Linked DNA regions of Mus musculus: region 1 is linked to region 2. A link is a contact called in public promoter capture Hi-C data. All regions are on one chromosome and are shown on one strand. The core of a region is the stretch at or near the end of the contact, and the rest is flanking DNA. Distances in the headings are between cores, read along the strand shown. Region 1 overlaps Gm33752 (a long non-coding RNA gene). Region 2 overlaps Tox (thymocyte selection-associated high mobility group box).

What was found. Promoter capture Hi-C pulls out the DNA fragments that hold promoters and counts their contacts.
Region 1: a contact with region 2 is called in a promoter capture Hi-C map of hippocampal neurons, with 2.9 times the contacts expected there. The contact joins two enhancer-like sites. A contact is called at or near these places in 3 of 39 promoter capture datasets (cranial neural crest, hippocampal neurons and maxillary cranial neural crest), 1 of 484 Hi-C or Micro-C datasets (cerebral cortex) and 1 of 115 datasets of contacts at active chromatin or transcription factors (large pre-B cells).

Annotation. Positions count from the first base shown.
Region 1 is chr4:7,579,723-7,583,838 of GRCm38.p6, reverse strand. Gm33752 (a long non-coding RNA gene) reads left to right here. Exons shown (of 4, transcript XR_390374.3): 4 at 2,014-2,249. Among named protein-coding and RNA genes, the nearest start is that of 8430436N08Rik, 21 kb to the right of the region's middle. Within about 2 kb of position 2,753, at least 42 of the 459 cell types and tissues checked have an H3K27ac peak or open chromatin away from gene starts, as enhancers often do. A contact at or near this core is called in hippocampal neurons, where this site is marked.
Region 2 is chr4:6,686,178-6,690,437 of GRCm38.p6, reverse strand. It overlaps Tox (thymocyte selection-associated high mobility group box), which reads left to right. Exons shown (of 9, transcript NM_145711.5): 8 at 1,468-1,619; 9 at 1,977-4,085. The coding sequence ends at 2,013. Among named protein-coding and RNA genes, the nearest start is that of Gm11802, 12 kb to the left of the region's middle. Within about 2 kb of position 1,612, at least 12 of the 459 cell types and tissues checked have an H3K27ac peak or open chromatin away from gene starts, as enhancers often do. A contact at or near this core is called in hippocampal neurons, where this site is marked.

The sequences.
Region 1 (4,116 bases), core at 1,504-4,003, 890 kb before region 2:
TAATTTGCTTAATTGTGGGCCATATGGTAAAAATCTTTAGATCTTTATCTCAGTAGTATTTTTTGGTGAGAAAATAAAGCATTCATATAAATGCTATAACTCTATAAATACTATAATGCATATAAGTGCTATAATATATAGTGGTTATATTTATGTACAAAATTCTTTTCAGCTTTCATCTAGGGAAATAATTTCAGTAGGTAAAGTTACCAAAAATCCAGGCAAGTAACATAAGGGGAAAACTGGAGTATGGTTGAAACTAGATTTCTGACTTAAAACTTACTGTAAGTCTTCCCCCATGAAGTAAAACCTTCTAGGGAGGAGTCTTCTAGAAGTGCTCTGCATTGAAGCCATGGCTAACGAAAAGAGGACTAGGTCACATTCTCAGAGAGTATGTGAATAATTTTTAAGAACTTTGGAATGAGTGGAATCATTTTAATGTTTATCCATCTTCCTTATGAAGCCACCTATTATAGAAACTTCAACAGTGCCTCGAAACTATAGCAAGTGCCACCCACAAAGCCTATTATTTTTCTCCTTGACCAGGCAGCTTTATTCTGACAAAAAAAACAGAGTTTATATGGTGGTGGGTTCAAATGAGCAGCTTGTAATTTAATGCCAGCATTGAGTAATAGGCAACACAAAGAATTCTTGGGAATTTTTTTTCATGGGTTGGTTTAAACTAGACAAAATACTCAAAGAGTTGATCTAACACTTAGATCAGGATTTCAGAATAGCTTAATCTTGTATCTCACAGCCATTCATGATCAAGAAAAGGCAGGTGATATATGAAGGAGTTGTGATTCCTGAAAAGAAGAACTGATGAAGCAATTTAAAATGAGCTGGAAAACCATATTGCCGGGCACTTAGCACTCTGTACAAATCACAATTTTAGAAGTTAGCATGCCTCATTATTCAAGCAAATAATAATTGAATACTTGCTAACTAGGGAAGATGATACAGTCTCAGCTTAATATGTGAGGAAGCTGAGGTTCAGCCTAATGACAGATAGAGTGAGTAGTGGTTGATACCAATGCAGGTCTGTGTCTGATAACATGTCACCACATGGGCATGTCTGCAGCAAATATTAAATCACATATTGCAATTTATGTTTAATTTAGAGAAAAACAAATATATCTGACTTATTATTCTTCCTTAATTATAAAGTTTCTTCCTTCTTGCTCTTCAGACTTGTTTACTCTCTATCTGGTCTTTTCTGACCCCACTGTCATGGGCCTAGAGCTGATATTATTCATCTTCTGTATAATTGCTGTAGGGTCCTTAAGTTTCCCTCTATCACAGCACAATTTCTAACATCTGCAAAACTCCTAAGAAATTCTTACCAGTGTTATTATGTGTCCCTGGATATTTATATTTTATAGAAACCATTTGTATATGTTGGAGTCTAGAGTATGGCCAGAAGTAACTTTTTATGTTCAATCAACTCCACCGTGACTCAAGTCAGATACTCAGATTTGACAAGGTAGACAAATGTTACAGATATGACTTACTTAAGCAAGCAACTTGAAAACAAAGAAAGAGACATTCCAGGAATGAGAATCTACACTGCAGTTGATAAGAGATGATTCCACAGGTTAATTATGTAGCTCCGGACACAGATTTCCACAGCAACATCTCAGTGGCAGCTGCCTCTGATTCTCAGTGAGAACCTGACAGAAATGTCTTCCTATGATCTTAATACTTTGTTCCTTTCTGAGGTGGCAGCAGGGATCCTGGCCTAATATCTAGACAAATGGGCTTTTGTGAAGCTTTTCGCACTCTGTAAAACACGCATTGTTCTGTGGATCAAAGCATGGTTTTAAACTGCACAAATATTTTAGCAGAATCAGTATGCTTACTAAGTGGAATACTGAAAAACATTAATTTTGTCTATCGTTAATATAATTCCATGAAGAAGGAAAGCAGGAAGGATGGAGTCCAGGGAGCTGCATCTTTAAGGAAGAGAGTAAGAGGCAGACTGAGACATCATTTTAAAGTACTGTTTTGTTTTAGGTGCTAGAGAGCTGAAAACAGTCTTCTTGTCTCGCAGAAGGCTGAAGAACGTTCACCTATGCGGAGCCTGTCAGGAGAATATCTGCATGCCCTGCGGAGTTTCAAGAGAGATGGGACTAAGGGTGAATAAGAAGACACTGAGAGGCGTGTGACACTTGAAAGGTCTGACAGTCTGCGGCTGATTGCTGATAGTGTTAGAATAGACTTATTATCAGCTTCTATGCACCTTATCAGAATGAACGTGCCTCTTTGAAAATTAAAGTATATGAAAAGGGACATCTTGTATTTCACTTTTTGATAGTTTTCCCTAAAATGCACCTTAAAAAAAGGGGGGGGGGAGGAGCAACTCTTTATCATTTAAAGTACCTTTTCTACTAGATTAAGTTTCTTTTTCCTCTTCACACAAGGGGAGAATGAAAGCCCATGGAATATCCAGGGGTAGTGTCAAAGGCACATTGCTGGTATTATTTAACACCAGAGTAGGGGAATCAGACCAAAGGTTTCTAGGTTTGAGAAGAGGAGTTTCACAAACCAGAAGGAAAAACGCAAGCAGCAGGGAGTTTTAAAGCTGTCTTTGTTTGTTCCTTTGTTAATATCTTGCTCTGCTAGGTTTACAAATCCTAAATAAATAGAAATTAGTGCTCCTTCCTTTGCAGTCCATTTGCTTTAGATGTTTGCCTTAAGGGACATTTGTGTATTCTGCTAATGGCTGCAGCAGAGTGCTGTCTCATTTTCATTCTGGCAAAAAAAAAGGCCGTCACCATGGTTACAGTTTCATTTGCTAGAGAGAAACTGATGGCTGTTAGCGATCCCATCATAAGCAACTTCTGTCAGATTTCTTATCAAGTCGACATATTTTGACAAAGTGAAAGATAACACTGTAATAAGAGAACTGAGTTGCGACTCTATGCAATGAACCATTTAGCATTAAATGAAATGTGAAACCACATTTTAAAAACTGAAGGTGGGGAGAAAAGTAATATTTATAATTTACACGCACACACACAAGAAATCTTCCGTCGCACAGTAATGATGGCTCCTCTTCTTTTCATTGTCCCAGTAACCCCAGCAGGATAATATCTACCGAGGATCTTAGGAACCATCATGGAGGAGGCTGCTCGGAGCTTACTCGGGAGATTATTAAGCTTTTGCTTTCTCCATTTACCTTACTGGGGCCCAGGTCTTTGACACAAGACAAACTCCAAAGGTAGTAAGTCAGAATTCTGTGATCAAAGACCTTGTAAAACATTTAACAGACTGTTTTGTTCTACTGAGGGTTCAGTCTAATCCCCAAATAGACCAGTGAGATCATCGAAAACACCTTGTTTACAGTCATGTGATGTTCCAAAGATGGCCTCAAAATCAGTAACTAGAACCATGCTTACATTTCCCATGACGATGTTGGTCCAACACCAAAATTAATCAGCAGATGATGAAGGCTAGACAGTCAAGGTTAGAAGAACAAGGTCAAGGCCAATAAACAAAGGTGCTGAAGCATTATCTATGGAACTACAGACTAGGCAGCTGCTGACTTGAAGAATGTCATTATTAAAGTTAAAAGGAGAGGCTAATTAGGAAATTGCCCAAAGAAGAGTATTCAATGTTCTCTGTATGTGGGTTTTTAACAGCTCCATCTAGTCTTGCCTTGTAAAGTAATTCAAACAGAGGTGAACACAATAAATACTTCATATTAAAGGAAAAAGAAATGGTGAGCTTCTTACATGCAAAACATAGGGGTAAAGTGAGCCAATGATTGCCAGTCCTCATGGGAATGAGGTGGACGCTGTTCAGCAAGGTGGCGTGCAGAAGAAGTCTCAGAACCTTAGTGTATGGGCAAGAAGAGAGGGAACTGATCTCCTTCTGATACTTTTCTACCCCTTCTGGCATAAATAAATTTGTAAAAATTAGGGGATGTGGTTTTGAAGTTGATTGGCTCAGTATTTAGTGTTATAGGAGAGCCACTGTAGTATATTGATTTCACTTTGTAATTTGTTTTGTCTTTACCAGTGGGGACACTTATGTGACTGATGCCCAGAACATGTCACCTAAATACCCTTCTTCATAAGAATTTAGGTTTTCAGTTTCTAGTACCTGGACATATAT
Region 2 (4,260 bases), core at 363-2,862:
TGGGCTGGAAAGCCAGTGGACAACTGCCTTCCCTGAGCTACAGGAAGATGCCTGGAGCCTGAGCTACAGGGGCCTCTGTTCAGGACCTCCTCCTCCAAGGCAGTTGTTACTTAGGAAATCTACTGCTGTAAGGGTGTGTTGGGTCAACAACCAGTAATACTAAACTCTTGACTTGTTGGTGACTTTTCACCCTGAATTTTGCCTCTCTCCACAGTTTCAGTGGAATAGACATGGACATGGGTCTATCGGGGTAACATGGGCTTATCAGTGGAATGGTAAATCAGTAGATCTCTAGAAGCCAACCAGAGGGCTAAGGAAGATTGAAGTAGACATAGTTTTCAAATCACTATGTGAGGGACCACCCACACATGAGTAAAAGTCTAAGGAAAAATCTTATTTAAAAATCAACCCTCCCACCATCCTGCTTAGTTTAAGGAATATGTCAGTAATATTTCGCCTTCCAAAGCTACTTGAAACTAAATTGTGCATGGTGCATTTTGAATCTTGATTTCTTGGATGTTAAAAACCATGGCTAGAATCTGCTGCAGAGACAGCCATGAGATTAATTCCGCTTCTTTCTGTGGTCACTTCCAACAAAGCCTGCTTCTGCTGCTCTTGAATTCACCTGATACGCTAAAAATAAATTGTGTATAATGTGTTTTGTTTACCAGATATAGCTATATACTTCAGAGATTCCGTCCTTGAATTTTTAATAGCTTTGCTGGGATTAAAAGTCAACACTTCATCACTAGTGAATTAAAAGAATCTTCCTGAAGTCTGAGTATTGTTTGCCAGCTAAGAGAGTTTTCAATTAAAAATATTTTCTGTCTTTACATGTTTTAGTCCCTATGTTTTCCAATGGCTAGTTGTTTTCTGTCTCTGTATTAGTCCAACAACTGATTTAAAAAAAAAAAACAAAACAGAAACAACTCTTTGGTTGAAATTTTTAGCTGATAAGAGAAATACAAATAAAGAAAAAGCAGCAGATGGTCCCATTGTGACTGAATGAAAAAAAGGGTTTTGAGTAACAATGTGTGAATAGGTGTAGCCTAATAAAACACTCAGCCACCTGCTGCCTGAATCCTTCAGGAAGGCTCGGTCGCTTACTCTGGGGCTTAACCATTAATGTGTGTTAGGTTGATAGAAACCATCAACTGTGAGAAGCTTACGTTCATTCTCCCTTTGCTTACATTGAGTTGGCTTTTCTATATTTTAAATTGTTTCCCAACTCAATGTATCTGCCAAAGGGTGTAATGAAAGGGTTTTGGACACCTGGTTAAGCGAAGGAAAGGTAAGGATAATGAGGTGATGGGTGTTTCTTTTTTACTCTAAGTCAGGGAGCCCCTTCCGCTGGTTCCTACAGAAGTGAGGTGGCCTACCATATTTGCGGGTGTGGATAACTATGTCTCTGCTCTTTGCTTTAAAAGGTACCGCCTTTTCTCAAATGTAGATTTGCTTTTCCTTCAGGGATTTACTCTTCAACCCGACTATCAGACTATTATCAACCCTACATCTACAGCTGCACAAGTTGTCACCCAAGCGATGGAGTACGTGCGTTCTGGGTGCAGAAATCCGCCCCCACAGCCCGTGGACTGGAGTACCGACTACTGCAGTAGTGGGTAAGCGGCCGGCCATCGCCACCTGGTGGTGGAGAGTCTCACAGCATGCGCCTCCGTTCGGGAGTGGGGCCTCATGTCCAGGAAGGCTTCAGAAAAGTAACTTACATACATACATACATACATACATACATACATACATACATACATACATACATACATACATAAAATGTAGAGCCATCATCTTCTAGTCTTTCCAAGAACAAATGCCTCCATGTTTCTCTTTCCTAGGGATTTAGGTCAACTATCTATGCGCTTGAGCTAGCACAAATAATACTAGCCTCACCACCCCAACTCCCTCTGCCACCCCCTCCCACTGTGATTCTGATTTTCTTGTAACCGTGTTTTCTCTCCACACAGGGGCATGCAGAGGGACAAAGCGCTGTATCTCACCTGAAAATCTCGACACCTCTTCTTTCCACTGAGGAGTTCAGGGAAATCTTTTCACCATGGATTGCTTTGCGCACTCAAAGCAGTTCTTCATTTGATTAGAAAATACAAGTTACTAAGCACTTAGGACCATGTGAGCTTGTGGGTCACCCACGCTGGAAGAAATAGTCATGCTTCTTTATTATTTTTTTAATCTTTTATGGACATTGTTCCTCTTCCCAGAAGGAAGTGTGGACCATTCTGATTTCTGTTGGTTTTGCTGTGAAGTGCTGCGGCTCTAGTAACTGCCTTAGCAACGGTAGATGTCTGGGGTAAACGGTCCTGGGTTTTCCATTGGTTTTCATAATGGGTGTTTATATGAAACTACTAAAGACTTTTTAAATGGCTTGATGTAGCAGTCATAGCAAGTTTGTAAATAGCATCTATGTTACACTCTCCTAGAGTATAAAATGTGAATGTTTTTGTAGCTAAATTGTAATTTGAAACTGGCTCACCCCAGTTTGTTGATTTCACAGAGGGATTAAAATTGGCAAACATTCATATTTTTACTTCATTTTTAAAAACAACTTACTAATAGTTCTATATTTTCAAAATACTTGAAAAAATATTCCCAAATGATTTTAATTTAAAAACAATTTGGCTTTGTCTTATTGATCAGACAAAAAAGAAGCTAGTATGGAGGGAAGCGCAAACACATTTATTTTGTATTGCAGAAAAAAAAATCCTTTTTTGTATCACTTTTGTGTAATGATTAGTAAATGTCATCCAAGTCCTGTTATGGATAAAGCTGCCAAATGCTCACTGGCATCTTAGCTGCAGAAACAGGCCGGAACGCGCTAGCTAAGTGCTCCTCTTTATCTATGGCTCTGTGTTACTGTTTCTCCATACTGTGTCTGTATTTAATCGTTTTCTTCTTTTTTTTATGAAACTTGTTGCGCCTATTTATGAAATAATAAATATAGGTGTTTGTAAGTAAATTTGTTAGTATTTGAAAGAGGTTTCATTGATGTTTTAATTTTTGCTGGCAAAAAAAAAAAAAAAAATCCATGCTTGGTGTGAGTACTTATTTAGTTTTTACAGTGACATGAATAAAACCAAATCTGCTTTTCATTTAGTAGCAAACTAGAGGAACGAATCTGTATTTTTGCATATCTTTTGTTGACATAAATGAAAAACAATTCTACTTAGCAATCTTCTTTTCCTGAGCAACACAACAGAAAACTGCTCCTGAGGTGCCACCCTTGCCAGGCCTAAGCAAACACCAGTGCATCCTCTTCCTAAAGAGATAAAAAGAGCTGTTTCTCACTTCTCAGTTCCAAAACAGTTGCCACCCCCCACCCCAACCCCCACCCCCCCAACCCCAACCCCCCCCCCCACACACACACACAAATGCTAAGAACCAAATTCAAGTTGAGTCACCCAGAATCCCAAAAGTCACATGCTTCTCATGGCATGCAGAAAACATTTAAGAATTGACCAAGGGTTCAGGAAGAGATCAAAGGGGATATGGTGTCTAGAATCAATCTAGAAATGAAGGGCTAGTAGTCAGACCAGCTCAAGAAATAGGAAAATCATGGGAAGTGGACGCAGTTGCTAGAAACTGAGCACCCTGCTATCCCCCGTCTCTGCTCTCTTCCTTTTCCACAAATCCTGGGTCACCACTAGCGATGTGCCAGTAGGGCTTTGCATAGCTCTGATAGCAGAAGGAAGGGGTGAGGAAAGGTCCCCTTCCACAGACTTCGGTCACATAAATTCATCTGGCTAGACATGAAGAGAATGGTGGTTTTGTGGAATGTATGAAATAACCTTAGCAATTTAAATACATCATGTAATCCAGTCAAAATTGAAAAGACAAAAGGCTTGCTTGCTTTGGATTGATTTTCAGACACTGTACAACGTTGAATCACTCGGCATGTAATAACTAATAAATAATGCAGATCCGGTGTTATTATTAAAATGACGGGGGTTGAGAGCTCAAACTTTACTGTCTTGATACTGTATAAGAATTCATGTGATTAACTTCCCAGTTTATTGTTTGGCTGTTTAGTATTTTAGAAATATACCAGCACTACTAATTAACCAATGTCTTTTATTATTGCATTATGATAAAGTATAGCTCCCCCTACATTAAGTCTGAACTGAGAACAGCCCTACCACCTAAGACAAGAGGTTTGTTAGATTGATTGCAACTTTTCCCAGCAGGCAAAAAGAAAAAAATGTAAAATATGGAATATATTATCAATTAAGCTCTTAC